Linked DNA regions of Ovis aries: region 2 is linked to region 1. A link is a contact called in public Hi-C data. All regions are on one chromosome and are shown on one strand. Each heading gives the region's core, a stretch centred on a gene start, on an enhancer-like site or on the middle of the called end of the contact. The rest is flanking DNA. Distances are from core to core; before and after follow the strand shown.

What was found. A called contact is a pair of places that touch in the nucleus more often than the background predicts.
Region 2: a Hi-C map of tail adipose tissue shows a contact between it and region 1, with 2.3 times the contacts expected there. The contact joins the promoter of PSMA4 here to the promoter of SKIC8 in region 1. A contact is called at or near these places in 2 of 16 Hi-C or Micro-C datasets (both in tail adipose tissue).

The regions. Positions count from the first base shown.
Region 1 is chr18:28,512,629-28,520,347 of ARS-UI_Ramb_v3.0, forward strand. SKIC8 (SKI8 subunit of superkiller complex) reads right to left here and starts at 4,928. Exons shown (of 11, transcript XM_060401695.1): 1 at 4,686-4,928; 2 at 1,748-1,798; 3 at 1,027-1,054. The coding sequence starts at 1,759.
Region 2 is chr18:28,731,406-28,739,124 of ARS-UI_Ramb_v3.0, forward strand. It overlaps PSMA4 (proteasome 20S subunit alpha 4), which reads left to right and starts at 3,041. Exons shown (of 9, transcript XM_004017819.6): 1 at 3,041-3,131; 2 at 5,106-5,132; 3 at 5,361-5,403; 4 at 5,645-5,807; 5 at 7,068-7,145; 6 at 7,519-7,607. The coding sequence starts at 5,130. HYKK (hydroxylysine kinase) reads left to right here. Exons shown (of 7, transcript XM_060401709.1): 7 at 1-82.

The DNA of each region.
Region 1 (7,719 bases), core at 3,678-6,177:
CTGGTGGGTCTGCAGACCTGGTATACGAATACAAATGTAACAAGTGCCCAAGAGGCTTTCTTCACACCTGGCAGCAATCCTTCAGGGACACCTTTCCAAGACATGAATACAAGGACATTCAACTTAGACAGCTGTGAGTTACATCTTGGCTTCCACTACAATCCCCACCTGACCCAAGTCTGCCAGCTTGCCCCCGGATGGCATTAGGTGCATACAAGGTAGCTGACTGACAAGCTGACTAGCTGCTAGTTACCTATGCTCGCTAACTTGAAAGAATGCTTTGGGTTTAAACTTCAGACTACCTAAATGTCACTACTTAAAGAGGAAGAGCTTTATTAGGCATTCCACAAATTTCTCCAGGCTTTACGTAACCTATCTAGGCTGTGGTGACGAAATGAGACACACGTGACAGTCCCTGCACACCCTCCTTTCCGTGTATGAAGTCCAGTCACTGGATAGTCACCTTTCCAGACAGACTCTGACCTCCCTCCTTCTCCCATCCCCACCACTACCACTGACACACGCCCACCCATATACTCAGTGGTCTTGACAGAAATTCACCTATTCTATCCTCCTCTTTTATTGAGGGTCAAAGGCCCTCTGTGAGACTCGCTCCACTTGTTAAGTGGAGGAGCCTGAATAAAGGCTCTCACGAGAACTTCTGCGTTCATGGCCAGGCTCAAGTTTACCTCCCCAGGTGAGCTGGTATTAACAGAGTCCTGAGACTCAGAGTTTCCTTCTTTCACTTTGATAGCCGGGAAGCTCAGTCACCTTCCTCAAGCGGGAAAAAGTTTCCTGAGCCCAGAGTTCTCCAATCTATCATTTGCTTCTTGCTCTTTAAGTTAGTGGTTGGCTTTTTTGCTGTTGGTTGTTTGTTCCAAAGTGTATTTGTTTTCAGCTGCCCCTGCCAATTCTTATGTAAAGTGAGTATGGCTGGAACTGCATGTCTGGTCAGCATGACAAAAACCTTAAGCCACGGACAACAGCTTTTCACAGGTGAATATCTTGAACTGGCAAGCTGCTTACCTTGCTCTTGTTTGAAGAGAATACTGTACTAAAAAAGAACAGAAGACACATTAAACCAATGGTCAGATTTCAGATGTGTCCCATCCCTTCCCTAAAACACCTCCCAACTCACCACCTTGTGCCCCAGCAGATAGAATCACCAGTGTTAGGTACCTCCCTTGCTGTGGCCTGACCTCCTGCGAGCTCATGCAAGGTTTGTAGTGTTACTTCTTAAAGAAACTATAGTCTCTTAAAGAAAACAATTAGTCCTTAAAGAAGCTAGAGTCTCTTCTAACTACTTCCACCCACCAAAAAACAGTAAAAAATTATGTGCTTTTTCCTGCTCTCATCACCAGGAAGCTCAAAGTCCAGTTTGCAGCTTAATTTTTGTAGTTGTATAAAACCACACAGCCTGCATAATAACCTGTTAACTCTGTCCCTAATTTTATTACAAAGACATGTTTCTCCCTTTCTAATTTTTCTTTCTCGTTTTTGTGTACGAATTCTTTTAAGCTTCCTCAATCCCTTTGTAAACTGTGGTACAGACTGAAATAAAATTACCCTTCTCTCAGTGTTGTGCATTTTACTAATGCCACCTAACCCTCTGGTGACTAGGTGCCCAGGATACCCTCTTCTTCAGAAGCAGAGCAGATGCTAGTTTTCTGACTACAAACCCAGACAATGTATTGGGCTCGAACCCCCAAAGAGACCAACTGGTACTCTTCTTCTCCCTAGGCCTTACCTGGTTGGTCATCTCCTTAACCAAGGATGAAGGGCTAAAGGCCAGACAGCTCTGTGGAAACAACACCAGGGCTTCAGTAAGAGGCGGCCATCAGGATAGAAGGCTATAGAAGGTTCCCTGGATCAAGACTGTAAGGCAACTCTTGGCCAGAGTTGACCTGACACTTTGCTATAGATTGATCCCAGGGTCCCTGTTCACAAGCCCTACCAGGTGGCACAGTCTTCTTTCTCAACTAATATCTACCACCTCTTATATTTTCTTCTCCTCAAGTTGACTACAGAGAGGATCCAGTCTCCCTCCTTGCTGTTTTTCCAAGAGATATAACCATAGGATCTTTTAATTTAAAGTATTATTTTATTAAAAACTCAACAAGCAAATATGGGGGAGCAAAGTTCTTACGGTCCATGCAGGGATCGCAGCCAAAAATGCATATAAGAGTCAGCAGGAGTGTAAACGAGGGTGTGAGCTAGAGGGAGATTACATGTCTCCCCAAAGCTATAATAAGGCTTCTTAACTTTTGTGTGTGTGCTACAGAATCCTCCCCCCCCCAACCCCAGGTAGCTTTGTAAAGCCTATAAATCCCTTTTCAGGATGTTTTAAAATACATACAATACATAGGATTAGAAAGGAAACCAAGTATAGTCCATTCTCGTTATTCCAGGCAGTTAAGTTCCATAAAGTCAGTGAATACTGAGTTAGTGAACACTGATCCACTCTTCCTGGGAGAGACACTATATTAGGTTCCTGCAAGATTCTGGTAAATATGGGACAACTGATCAATAAGTAACTTTATTTTCTGCGTGTTTCTGTTTAAAGACACCCTATTTTACATTGGCGATTCATTAATATTGAACTCACAGCTAACAGCGACATAATTCATGCTTATATGAAGTTTATCCACAGATGTGTTTTCTCCATAAGACACATCACAGTCTTCCTGGACTTAGGAACACTAAGAGAGCCTTACTACTGTGCTTGGAGGGCTATTTTAAACAGGGAAGTCACCAATAAAACCCAAAACTACAAAAATCCTAACACTAACAGACTGAAAAAAAGACACTTGTTTACAGCATGATAACTGAAACAAGAAAGCAGAGTGCTTCCTTGTTCAACTGCAGCTAAGAATGTGCGTCAGTTGACTCAAAATTTTCACCACCTCGCACACGTCCAAAATCACAAAGTGCTGCAAACGATGATTTGAGGGCTACAAATTTTAGAATGTAGATGAATTTGGAAATACAGAGCCTGAGAATAGTAAGGATCAACCGTATACAGAAATAAAATTTTACCAAATACAAAAATTAGATTTTGTGATAGCATATGTGAGTCTTTATTTACACATTATATAACAAGATTTAGCAGCAAATCTAACAACTACCATAATTTCAAAGTTATGATGAACTTATACAATATCCTAAGATACGAAAATACATGTGATTTCTATTGGTGACAAAGTCACCCTGTTAATACTTGGTTTGCTGACTACATTTATAATTGAAGGAAATGCTAAATTTCAGTTAGAAGTCTGAGAACACAAGGATGCAATTTTTTTTCTCATGCAAGTTCATGGCCCCCTCAATTCTATCCATGGACAGAGGAGACTATACATCTAAGGCATCCATGTTCAGGTTACTTGCTTCAAATTTGCAAACTCAAAAAGACTACTGTGAAGGTTTTCCAAGGATAACAGAAAAAACAATTTCTAAATAACCTTGCCAGTGAAGATCTCAGTCAAGGCGGTAGTGCTTAATTCATTTGTGACCCAAGAACAGTGTCTTGGCAAGGGTAGGAAAGAAAGGCAGGAGGTCAAGCCAGTTTCGCTGGAGTAAACAGTATACAAACTCTCTTGGGCACCAACCTTCTGCCCTTCCAAATCCTGCCTCACATCCCTGCAACAGAAACAATTCCCTGCAACAAGGAGAAACAAGAGTAGCAAGGTCTGCAAGAAGTCAACTTCCAAGAAGCCAGGCTCCTCAAGATAGAGGTGTGCTTCTATCAATGAATGTATGTTTGATGATGTACCATGAGTCAGGGTACCATGATGTACCCTGTTTTACATATCACATGTAGGTTAGCTCACTGAACCCTCTCACCTCATTTAATAGATATTCTTATTATAATCTTTACGTTCCTCATAAAGAAAGTGAGACTTCAAGAGAGGTTAAGGAGCCTCCCCCAAGGTTAGTCTCACAGAAGAAGGTGGATACAAGCTTATAGTATAGGTTACACTACCTTGTGGCTCAGTTGGTAAAGAATCCGCCTGTAATTTGGGAGACCTGGGTTCGATCCCTGGGTTGGGAAGATCCCCTGGAGAAGGAAAAGGCTACCCACTCCAGTATTCTGGCCTGGAGAATTCCATGGACTGTATAGGCCATGGGGTTGCAAAGAGTCGGACACGACTGGGCGACTTTCACTTCCACACTGCCTTTTACATCAGTTTCTTATCTTACAATAATTTCAGCGTTAAGAGGACCCCAAAAGCCCCTTGTGTCACCTTCCTTCTTTAGAGAACTCTCCTCTCATTTCCCAAGCAGAATTCATTGCTTCCTCAATGTTTCCAAAGAATACTACACATGCCTCTATTAAAGTACTCAAGGAGGTCAGTTCAGTTCAGTTCAGTCGCTCAGTCGTGTCCGACTCTTTGCGACCTCATGAATTGCAGCACGCCAGGCCTCCCTGTCCATCACCATCTCCCGGAGTTCACTCAGACTCACGTCCATCGAGTCGGTGATGCCATCCAGCCAGTAACCCGCAATACTACATGGTACTTGAAGTAAAGATAACTCAGCCTGTGCCTGCACCTGTCCAGCTCGCTACCGAAAAAGACAGCGTGGCCTACCACTGGAAAACTTCGGTTAAGACAGTTCTCGACACTGAGACCAGCCCTAACCTCGAGGCTGCACAGACCATCCTCAGGATGCAAGATGAGGCCACCTACCCTCTCCCCTCAGGCCCCACACACCGAGGCAGCCAGAGTAAATGGAGTCACGGAAGCCACCATCCTCAGGCCCTGCGGCGTGGGGCATTCCTGAGCAAACCCTCCTAGAGATAGTCTCGGGCCCACTGTCGCTCACTCGCCCTCCACCTGGACCGTTATAGGCACCTACGAGTGCCACCCCCAACCGCTTTGCGGACCAACTCACCGCCTCACTGCCCGGCTGCACTGCCCCGCGGCTCCTCTGACGCCAGGTTCCGCGCGACCGCGACGCGGGGTGATTAGCTCACGAAGAGGCGGGACATCTCGCCGGTCCCCAAGGCGCAGGCGCACACCGCAGCGCAGGCTGCCTCAATGCGCGCCGGGAGGGGAGGAGGATGGGCGTGGGGAAGGGGAAGAGACCACGCCCCGGTCACCTTGGTTTCCCCCGGGGCGGGGCCACTGAGAACCGGCTTGCGGATGGGTTCCAATTTCTTTATTTGTACTTTGAGATAGACTAAACTTGATGACCACAAGAGTTCTATTGCTTCAAAACTTTTTCAGTGACATAGAGCTTTATATTTCAACTGTAAGGTCACAACCGGTTGTTGTTCAGTCGCTCAGTCGTGTCTGATTCTTTGCGACCCCATGGACAGCAGCACGCCAGGTTTCCCTGTCCTCCCACTATCTCCCAGTTTGCTCAGACTCATGTCCATTGAGTTTGTGATGCCATCCAATCATCTCATCCTGTCGTCCCCTTCTCCTGCCTTCAGTCTTTCCCAGCATCAGGGTCTTTTCCAATGAGTCAGCTCTTCCCATCAGGTAGCCAAAGTATTGGAGCTTCAGCTTCAGCATCAGTCCTTCCAATGAATATTCAGGGTTGATTTCCTTTAGGATTGACTGGTTTGATCCCCTTGCTGTCCAAGGGACTCTCAAGAATCAACTGTCAACTGTCAACACCACAGTTCAAAAGTATCAGTTCTTTGGTGCTCAGCCTTCTTTATGGTCCAACTCTCACATCCATACATGACTACTGGAAAAACCATAGCTTTGACTAGACGGGCTTTCTTTGTGGCTCAGCTGGTAACGAATCTGCCTGCAATGCAGGAGACCTGATCCCTGGGTTGGGAAGATCCCCTGGAGAAGGGAAAGGCTACCAACTCCAGTATTCTGGCCTGGAGAATTCCATGGACTCTATAAAACATTGGGTCGCAAAGAGTTGGACAGGACCAAGCGACTTTCACTTTCACTCCACTTGACTAGACACACCTTTGTCGGCAAAGTAATGTCTTTGCTTTTTTTTTTTTTTTGTCTTTGCTTTTTAATAGGCTAAGTTTATCACAGCTTTTCTTCCAAGGAGCAAGAATCTTTTAATTTCATGGCTGCAGTCAGGGCCCGTGGTGATTATGGACACAGCCGGTTAGGTTACTGTGATGCATATCAGTTTAGAAGCTCATGACCAGCATTTTAAAAGGAGATGGAAGGGTGAAGGCACTGCACCCCATCCTTGAAAAGCTGCCCGGCCCCTCCTGGCTGCTGTTCACTGTCTCAATCTCTCTGGGCAGTAGGGAGTGGAAGTTCTGGGTGGTGGGGGGCGCGCCCTGAAGGTTTAAGCTTTCTTTCAGCTTATCATGAGAGAGAGATCACAGTCTTTCCTGATTAAAACTGGTTTAGAAGTCCAAAAAGAGTCTAGAAGAAGGGGATGATGGTAAAGTATGGTCACAGTGAATGTAAACCCTTGAAATATCCATGTACCCTTACCCTACCCCGCCCACCCTCGAAAGTTAATTTCCCAGCATCTAGTTTATTAAAACATCTTGAGTTCTATGATGATTTCAGAAAACTGTTAGACCATACAACTCTTGTCCATACAACTGGATAAAATCTTTGAGGGCCGTATGAGGAGATTTTATGGCCCAGAAATTTGCTAAATACACTCACAAGGCTCCCAGTGCCTGTTCTCTGGTCCTCAGGAATTCCTTCAGTGATAGCTCTGTCAATGGGAACTTCACCCAGCCCCAGTGGATCCCCTACATGTCACACAAGTTTAGAAAATTTGGGTCAAAATGAGCAGGCTTCAGCTGTTAACCTTGAATTGTCAAAACTCTTACATGGCCCCTGTTAAAAGTCACATTATCCCTGTAACCATTCTGGATATACTTGACCAGAGTGCATTTGTCCCTGAAGCTAAAGAAGAGTGTACAAATTATACCCTCAGGCCAGGAAGCGTGTCTTCAAACTGGAGGCAGTTCCCATCATATTGACCTAAGCGCTGACTGGACCACAGCATTCAGGGAAATTCCACAGGACCCAACAAACAGAAATTGACACTGCAATGGCCAGGATCCAGGTTACTAGAGTGTGGAAAGGGCCTAACATCAGTCCCCAATGCAGTGGCTTTTAACAGCGAAATGAGGAGTGATCTGCTGTCTTCCTGTACAACTGGTTGCCAGTTTTGACCAATCTTGGTTTTTGTCCCTTTAATTTTATTGGCAGAGTTTCTGGGTTTCTCTGGGTTTTGAAAATAGACTGATTATTATATGACTTCTCCTTAACCAGGGCAATTGGGTCATCTTTATTTCCTTTTAGCTTATATAAGAAATATTTTTGAACACTCCTACTTTAAGAATGGTGAAATTTTGTCCAGAAAAGTCCTTACAACTATGTAATTAAGTGAATTTTAATTTGTGTGATTTGGGATTATGTGTTTCTTTTCTTTTTTCTGTGCATTAACTTTAAATATTCCATCTGTAGATTATTCTGAGAGCACACTGATCACTTTCATGCCTTTTATCTGTTGTCAGAACGCTAGGGCTTTCACCTTTTTGTGCCTTCTTCCAAATCCACTACTGTTAATTTCCAATTGAAGCAAATAGTTTGGGGATTAGTTTAATTTTTGTCAGCCATTATAGTTGTTCTGAATAAAAATTTAATTACCATCTCTCAAAAAGAAATACAATAGGTTATAGGAGATATAAGAGTGTATCATGCATTTAAAGATGTCATGCTTTATAAAAAAACTTGTTTCACATAGACAGGTAATGGATCACAAAGGAAA
Region 2 (7,719 bases), core at 1,791-4,290, 220 kb after region 1:
TATCTCCAGAATCAAGTTCCCTGCCCAGCCCCTAGCACACCCTTAATAAAGGTCTGTCTGATGAACTGTTAGAATGAACGCACATCTACAGGTGCCAGTCTTTGGTTCTTTCCACCAATGAGGAGCAAATCCAGTTCTAGGTTTGGGAATTAATACCATTTGTCCAGCAAAGACTCTACTCTTGCAAGTATCTTTTCCTGTCCAGGCTTTTAGCCCCTCTCGACTGCAACAGAGCTTTAGTTTCTGGTCTTGTTATCCAACCTACATCCTTCATATTAAGGTTTCCTGGTTGGCTCAGACAGTAAAGAATCTGCCTGCAATGCAAGAGACCTGGGTTCGATTCTTGGGTCGGGAAGATCTCCTGGAGAAGAGAATGTCTACCCACTCCAGTCTTCTTGCCTGGAGAATTCCGTGGACAGAAGAGCCTGGAGGGCTACATCCTTCATATTAGGGCAGATAAAAACTCTAGTTACATATATTGCTGTGTGGCAATTTAACCAAAAACTTAGTGGCTTAAAAGCTCAGTAATTTTTTTTATCTTATGGTATCTTCAGGTCATGAATTCAGACAGGCACTAGAACAGCTTGTCTCTGCTCCACGATGTCTGAGGCCTTCGCTGGGAAAACCTGAATGCTGGGGGAGGTTTCATGGCTGAGGGAGATTCAGTGACAGGACTAAAATCATCTGGAGGAATCCTCACTCACAAATCCAGCGTGCGGGACACGCTGGAACCTCATCTGGGCTGTTGGTGGAACATCTCTCCGTTTCGTCTCTGCTCCCTTACAGCATGGTGCTGGGGTTCCAAGAAACACCTGCCCAAGAGAACAAGACAGGAATATATTTTTTATGACCTGCCTTTGAAAGTCATATGATATTACTTCCACTGAAGTCACAAATCCACCCAGATTCAGGGCAAGGGGACACAGAGCCTCTCAGTGGGAAGCATCCTTGCCACATTGTAGGAGGAACATGTGGGACGGGAGATCATGAGGCTTCATCATCCTAAAACATCAATTTAATCCTCTTTCCCACTACCTACAGAGAAAAAATTCTGTCACTGAAAATGTTCTAAATTTGGCCTAAAATACCTTTCCTCTTTTCCTGTTTATTGACTTCTTCACTCTGGCCAGACAGAACTACTCTGTCAGCAACTTGTTAAACTCATTTTTACTTCTGCTCTTTTATCTCAATGGCTCCCTCTTCTTTTGACCTAATAAATTCTACTTCTCACTTAAAACTCTTAATGCTTAATTCTGCAGGATGAACTAAGGTGGCAGGGATCCTCAGAGATCCCAAAGGTTACACTGCCACCTAAGGATGCTTTCAGAACACCATCTGTCTGGATGTGGCTCTTGCCATCTTGCCTTGGCTCTCCTTCCTACGTGCCTGGGAAGCAGAAATGAATGGAGAGACCTCAAACCACAGCTCATTCCCAAGCTACCTCCTTTTCAAAGCCCAGAATTCTGCATAATAAATTTTTGACCAACATGAAAAGGACAAAGTCCCTACCCTGAGGACCTTTTCTTGGAAGAGACTGTGAGCAAATGACTACAAGTTAATTCAGACCTAGTCAATCGTCTCCCTTGAAGAAACTTAAAACATGAATAGTAGATAGTTTACATAGGGACTGAAGCCATATTTTAAAAAGTGGTGGAATAGAGAGATGGATAATGAGGACGCAAATAAACATAGTTTCTGTATAGAAGATAACAGGTATGTATGGTGATGGTAGGGTATTGCTTTAACTAGATTGGTCAGAGGAATCCTTTCTAATGACATCAAAGGCAGAGGAGGATACTAAGGTGAAAGTTCTCCCAAAGATGTAAACCTCATGATAATTTGCTTTATATGTATAAAAACACATGTATTAGCAATGAAAGTGGAAGGTATATTCAAAAAGGGAGATAATAAGAGGGAGGGTGAAGGGTAAGATCTGAGGTGCTTGGGCCTGTTTTGAGAACAGGGCAGGAAAAGCAAGCAGTTAATAGGCGGTCCCACACCATTGCCACCAGGGAAGGCAAAGTGAAAGTGTTAAGTTGCTTAGTCACTTTGTCCGACTCTCTGCCACCCCACAGGCTATAGCCACCAAGTTCCTCCGTCCAGGGAATTCTCCAGGCAAGAATACTGGGGTGGGTTCATATTCCCTTCTCCAGGGGATCTTCCCAACCCAGGGATTGAACCCAGGTCTCCCACATTGCATTGCAGGAAGATTCTTTACCATCTGAGAAGAAAAGTTATGACCCACGTAGACAGCATATTAAAAAAGAGACATTACTTTGCCAACAAAGGTCTGTCTAGTCAAAGCTATGGTTTTTCCAGTAGTCATTTATGGATGTGAGAGTTGGACTATAAAGTTGAGCACTGAAGAATTGATAATTTTGAACTGTGGTGTTGGAGAAGCCTCTTGAGAGTTCCTTGGACAGCAAGGGATCCAACCAGTCCATCCTAAAGGAAATCAGTTCTGAATATCCATTGGAAGGACTGATGCTGAAGCTGAAACTCCAATAATTTGGCTACCTGATGCGAAGAACTGACTCATTGGAAAAGATCTGATGCTGGGAAAGACTGAAGGCGGGAGGAAAAGGCGATGACAGAGAATGAGATGGTTGGATGGCATCACCAATTCAAGAGACATGAGTTTGAGTAAGCTCTTGGAGTTGGTGGTGGACAGGGAAGCCTGGCGGGCTGCAGTCCATGGGGGCGTAGAGTCGGACACGACTGAGCGACTGATCTGACCGAACTGAACATCATTGCTCTCCTGAGGTATGACTTAGGGCTGAACAGAAAGTGAAAGTGAAAATAGAGCGCAAAGCGTGGGAAAGGGTCATGAGCCAAAATTCCACTTCTCCCTGGCCAGGGTCTTCCCGCCCTCCTCTTCATGTTCTAGTTCCCCTTCGTTGGGCTGAGATCCCTGCCAGTGCCTTCGTACCCCAATTCCCCATAGCCCATGAGGGCAACAGACTGTCGCTCCGCCCCCCCAGAAGAACTTCCGCGTCCTCGGCTGCCCCACCCCCGGCGGTTCTGCGCACGCGCGGGAGCCATATTAGCAGCGGATTCTCGGGCACTGTCGTGTCTCTCCCGCGGAGAAAGGTGCTCGGTGTTAGTCTCCACTCTTCAGCGTCTTCCCTCCGGTGAGCCTTTACCCACTGCGCACCCTCGGAAGCTTGGCCGCTCTCCCTGCAGGCCGGAGCCGTGAGCGTCGCGGCAGAGCGGGTCCCGGCCTGCAGCGGCCGCCGAGGAACCGTGGGCACGATGACTCTGCACCGGCTCGTCAGTGACGGACTCGCCGGGGAATTGGCTCCGGCCGGCCTCCATCGGGCTTCCCTGCGCTGAGCGGGCATCGCGGGGCCGGGGACGCTGGGGCGGCGGGGCGGGCGCGGGCCGGGTGGGCAGGACAGAGTGCTGCCTCGGTCCCACGAAGAGTTCGGACGCGAAAGTGAACCTGAGGGAGAGGAGGTGCGGGTGACTCGCCTCGGGCGGTTGACCGGCGTGGAGATGAGAAAGTTGTGTTCTCGCGCGAATCAAGCTCGGCGGGTCTCCTCTCTGTGCCCTCCTGGCTCTCTGCTCAGGGCCACACTTACCTTTCAGCTGTGTGTTGCAGTACACTCATAACTGACTATTCTTCCCCAGTCTTCACCAGCCAGAGCGATCTTTCGAAAATGCCAGTCAGCTTCTGTGGCTCTCTGGCCCAGCATCATTCCTTGGAGCCCCATTGCTTAAGAGATAAAATTCACAGTTTTTACCTGAGCATGCGGGCCTTCGGGGCCTGATCCCTGCTTATCTTCCCATTCTTAATTCTCAGTATTCCGGGATTTGGGAAAATTGGCTCTGGAAGCCGAAGTTTGGCTTTTCCACCAAGTCACGCTGAGCCCCAATGTTGTCTTCTGCAGAAATAGTAGTAATGCCCAAGATTACTGTCCCGCTTCTCCCTTTCATGGTTCAGGACCCCGGTATCATCCTCTGGAGAAAGCCTGAGCCTCTTAGCTTGGCATTCAAAGCTCTACATGACCTAGATACTTGTTTAGTTCTTTAGTTTTTTCATATATCTATATATTTTTAAAAATTTTTAATTGGAGGATAATTGCTGAACAATGTTGTGTTGGTTTCTGCTGAACAAGTTGTGAATCAGCCATAAGTATACATATACCCCTCGCTCTTGAGCCCTTCCTCCCAGCCGCTCCCATCCCACCTTTCTAGGCTGACGCAGAGCACTAGGCTGAGCTCCCTGTGCCATACAGCAGCTTCCCACTAGTTCCCTGTTTTACGCATGATGGTGTGTGTATTTCGCTGCTACTGTCAATTCGTCCCAGCCTCTTCCTCCTGCCCCGCACTGTGCCCACAAGTCCTTTCTCTACATCTCTGTCTATCCCTGCTCTGCAAATAGGTTCATCTGTACCATTTTCCTAGATTCCTGCATATGTGTTAATATACAATATTTGTTTTTCACTTTGTGACTCACTTCACTCTGTATGACAGGCTCTATCTAGATTCCTCCACCTGGGTTCAACTGACTTCAGTTAGTTCCTTACTATGACCGACTAATATTTCATTGTGCCTATGAATACAGCTTCTTTACTCATTCATCTATAGATGGACATCTAGTTTGCTTCCATGTCATATATTTTTTTTTAACTTCAGCCACTTGTCTTACCCGTTTGAGTGATCCTGCCTCAGTGCCCTTTGTCCATGCTTTCTCCTCTGCCTGGAATGCCTTTTCCTCCTTTCTTCCCCTAGTCTTCCTCTTAGACCGGAGTGTTCTCAGCCTTATTTCTGCCTTTCTGCCTCTAATATGGGCTCATATTCTGTATTTGTTTCACGAAAACTACTTTCTGGATTTTCTCCAACCTGTTCCCACTCTACCCTTAGTGCCTCTGTTTCCACACTGCTTTATAACTGTCCTTCTGTGTCTGCTTCCCTCACTGTAAACTCTTTGGGAAAGGGGTTGGTCTTACCTGTCTTGGTATTTCAGCATTTAGCATAGTGCCTGGGTGCACCACAATGTTGGCTGAATGAAGAGAGTGGACAAAACAGATTTTTTTCAAGTCAAGAAATGCTTTTTAAATTGTAAGTTTCATTTTAATAATTACCTTATTTTCTTTTTACAGGAATTATCATAAACCTAAGAAAACATGGTGAGTTAATACACATGCCAATAAACGGTTGCCTGATAAATAGAATTGCTTGTACTCATCTTAACAACTTGCATGAGAAAACTGAAATGGAATGATATCTTCTTATCAGTTTCCTCCCACTCTCTGAATTTTGCATGCCAAGATGTGTTCTGTAAAATGATTTGTGGGTTTGCAGGGGTTGACTTATTTTTAGTGGGTAGAAATCACTTGTATGTTTTTCCTTTGCAGTCTCGAAGATATGACTCCAGGACCACTATATTTTCTCCAGAAGGTAAAATATAAATTGTTTGATCTGTCTCAAATAAAACTAAATATTTTTAACTGTTAAGCTGTTCATCCTTTTTGTACTTTGAGGTTGTTATGGTCACTAGGTTAATTGTGTGCTTCATAGGACTATTAGTAAAAGTGGGACAGTTGTCTGTAGCTCTCTAGTGTTGTTGCTGATTGCTCTTGAACCAGTGGTGCAAGAACAAGGAGGAGAGTCTTGGTTTCTTGCTGCTTGTGTTTTGTAGGTCGCTTGTACCAAGTTGAATATGCCATGGAAGCTATTGGACACGCAGGCACCTGTTTGGGAATTTTAGCAAACGATGGTGTTCTGCTTGCAGCAGAGAGACGCAACATCCACAAGCTTCTTGATGAAGTCTTTTTTTCCGAAAAAATTTATAAACTAAATGAGTAAGTGCAATCTCAGGGAAGAGAGTTGAAAACATCTCATCATATTTTGGGAGGGCTGTGTACCATGACACGTTACAATTGAACAGTTGGTTGTGTTTTTACTTCCGAAAATTCCTGGTTTTAACTTAGTTGCTTGAAACCTCCTTGAGGCCCACGACCATAAATGCAGGGCCAGGTACTCAGTGGAGAAACGTTGTATAGTGATGAGAGTACAGGCATGGTGGTCACTCAGCCTTGGGTTAAATCTAGGTTCCACCAATACAAGCTGTGACTTCCATACCTGTTGTTTAACTTCTCTGGGCCTCCAGTAGAGCCTACTGGAGTGATCGTGGCAATTCAGTGACATAAAATGAATGAGTGAAATAAGCTAGCACAGTGTTAGGAATATAGGAGGACCTCGAGGTATTGTTTAGAATGGTTACAAGGAATTAGTTTTAATTATACTGAATCTTACCAAAGACCACGCCTCCTGGAAGTCTTGGAAAAGGTTAGACAGGGCCTGTACACTAGTGATATTTCTGATATACTTGGGTGTTCAGGACTGCAGCTAACAGAGAGCTGGATTTGCTGATTGGAGACCCTCCCTTCTGTGGTACACCATGTGAATGTTGGCTATAGGGCCTTATTGATACACGCACCCCAGAAAGTGTCATCCCTCCACAGAGTCACTGTTGGGCCCTCTCAAGCAGCCTGCAGGCTTGATTGGGCACAGTGCCAGAGGAGTCTAGGCTGTAGGAGGTCCAGGGCAGCCTTCAGGAAACGGAGGGTAGATAAAGAAAATGCACCCCTCCCAGCGAGCCTGGCCCTGGGCTTCCTTGTCAGGCTCAGAAATATCCTGCCCTTTGGGTCCCTTCACCTTCACCCCCATCAAGTGAGGCCTTTGAAAGAGTACTTATACCCAAGAGTGTGAAGTAGTCTGTCTTCCTGTCTGGCAAAACATTTTTCTTCCTTGTGGTTGAATCTTGTTGGGATTTACCCTAGCTTCCTAGTGTTTATTCTCTTGCCCTGTTCACAGGGTGGTGATGGTAAATACATCTGTTGTGAAGATCAAGGGTGCATTTGTTTATCTTATGTATTGAATGACGTCAAATTGAAAGTTTCCTACAAAGATAAAACTCACGTAGTTTTTGCCTGAAGGGTGTAGCAACTGTGAGTAAGCATGGTGAATTTCTAATAGAATTTAGTGTATTTTAAAACTTGTAAAATACCTCTGGCAAACATCCTCCCTAATTACAGATAAATGTGTTTCTCTTCTGCAAGGGATATGGCCTGTAGTGTGGCAGGCATAACTTCTGATGCTAATGTTCTCACCAATGAACTGAGGCTCATTGCGCAAAGGTATGGTCATAAATAATTGATATGTAAAGTTAGTTTTGATGTTTCTATGAAGAATGCATTTTTTTAAAGTTTAAAGGCATTAGAAACCTATTAACTGAAAATTACAGTTTGTTTATTTCTTTAACCAAACTTGTAAAATATTTGGTTGGCCAAAAAGATCATTCATCTTATGGGAAACCTGAACGAACTTTTTGGCCAACCCAGTATTGTTTACAGTAAGGTTATTAAGCGTTGCCATACCCTCTACCCTCCCCCTTCAGATCACAACTATTATGTTGTCCCCATGGCAGAGATTTTTTTAAAAGGGTATTTTGCTTAGAGTGTGTAGAGTGTTTTAGAGAAAACTATTAATATGCCAGTTTCTTTATCCTAGGTATTTATTACAGTATCAGGAGCCAATTCCTTGTGAGCAGTTGGTCACAGCACTGTGTGATATCAAACAAGCTTATACACAGTTTGGAGGTACTGAAACCTTTGGAAATTTCATTCCCAAAAGTTAAAACGTTTTATGAGTAATAACCTTTTTGAAACAGTAAAAAGAAATTGAAAATGAAATAAGTAGACACTTCATACA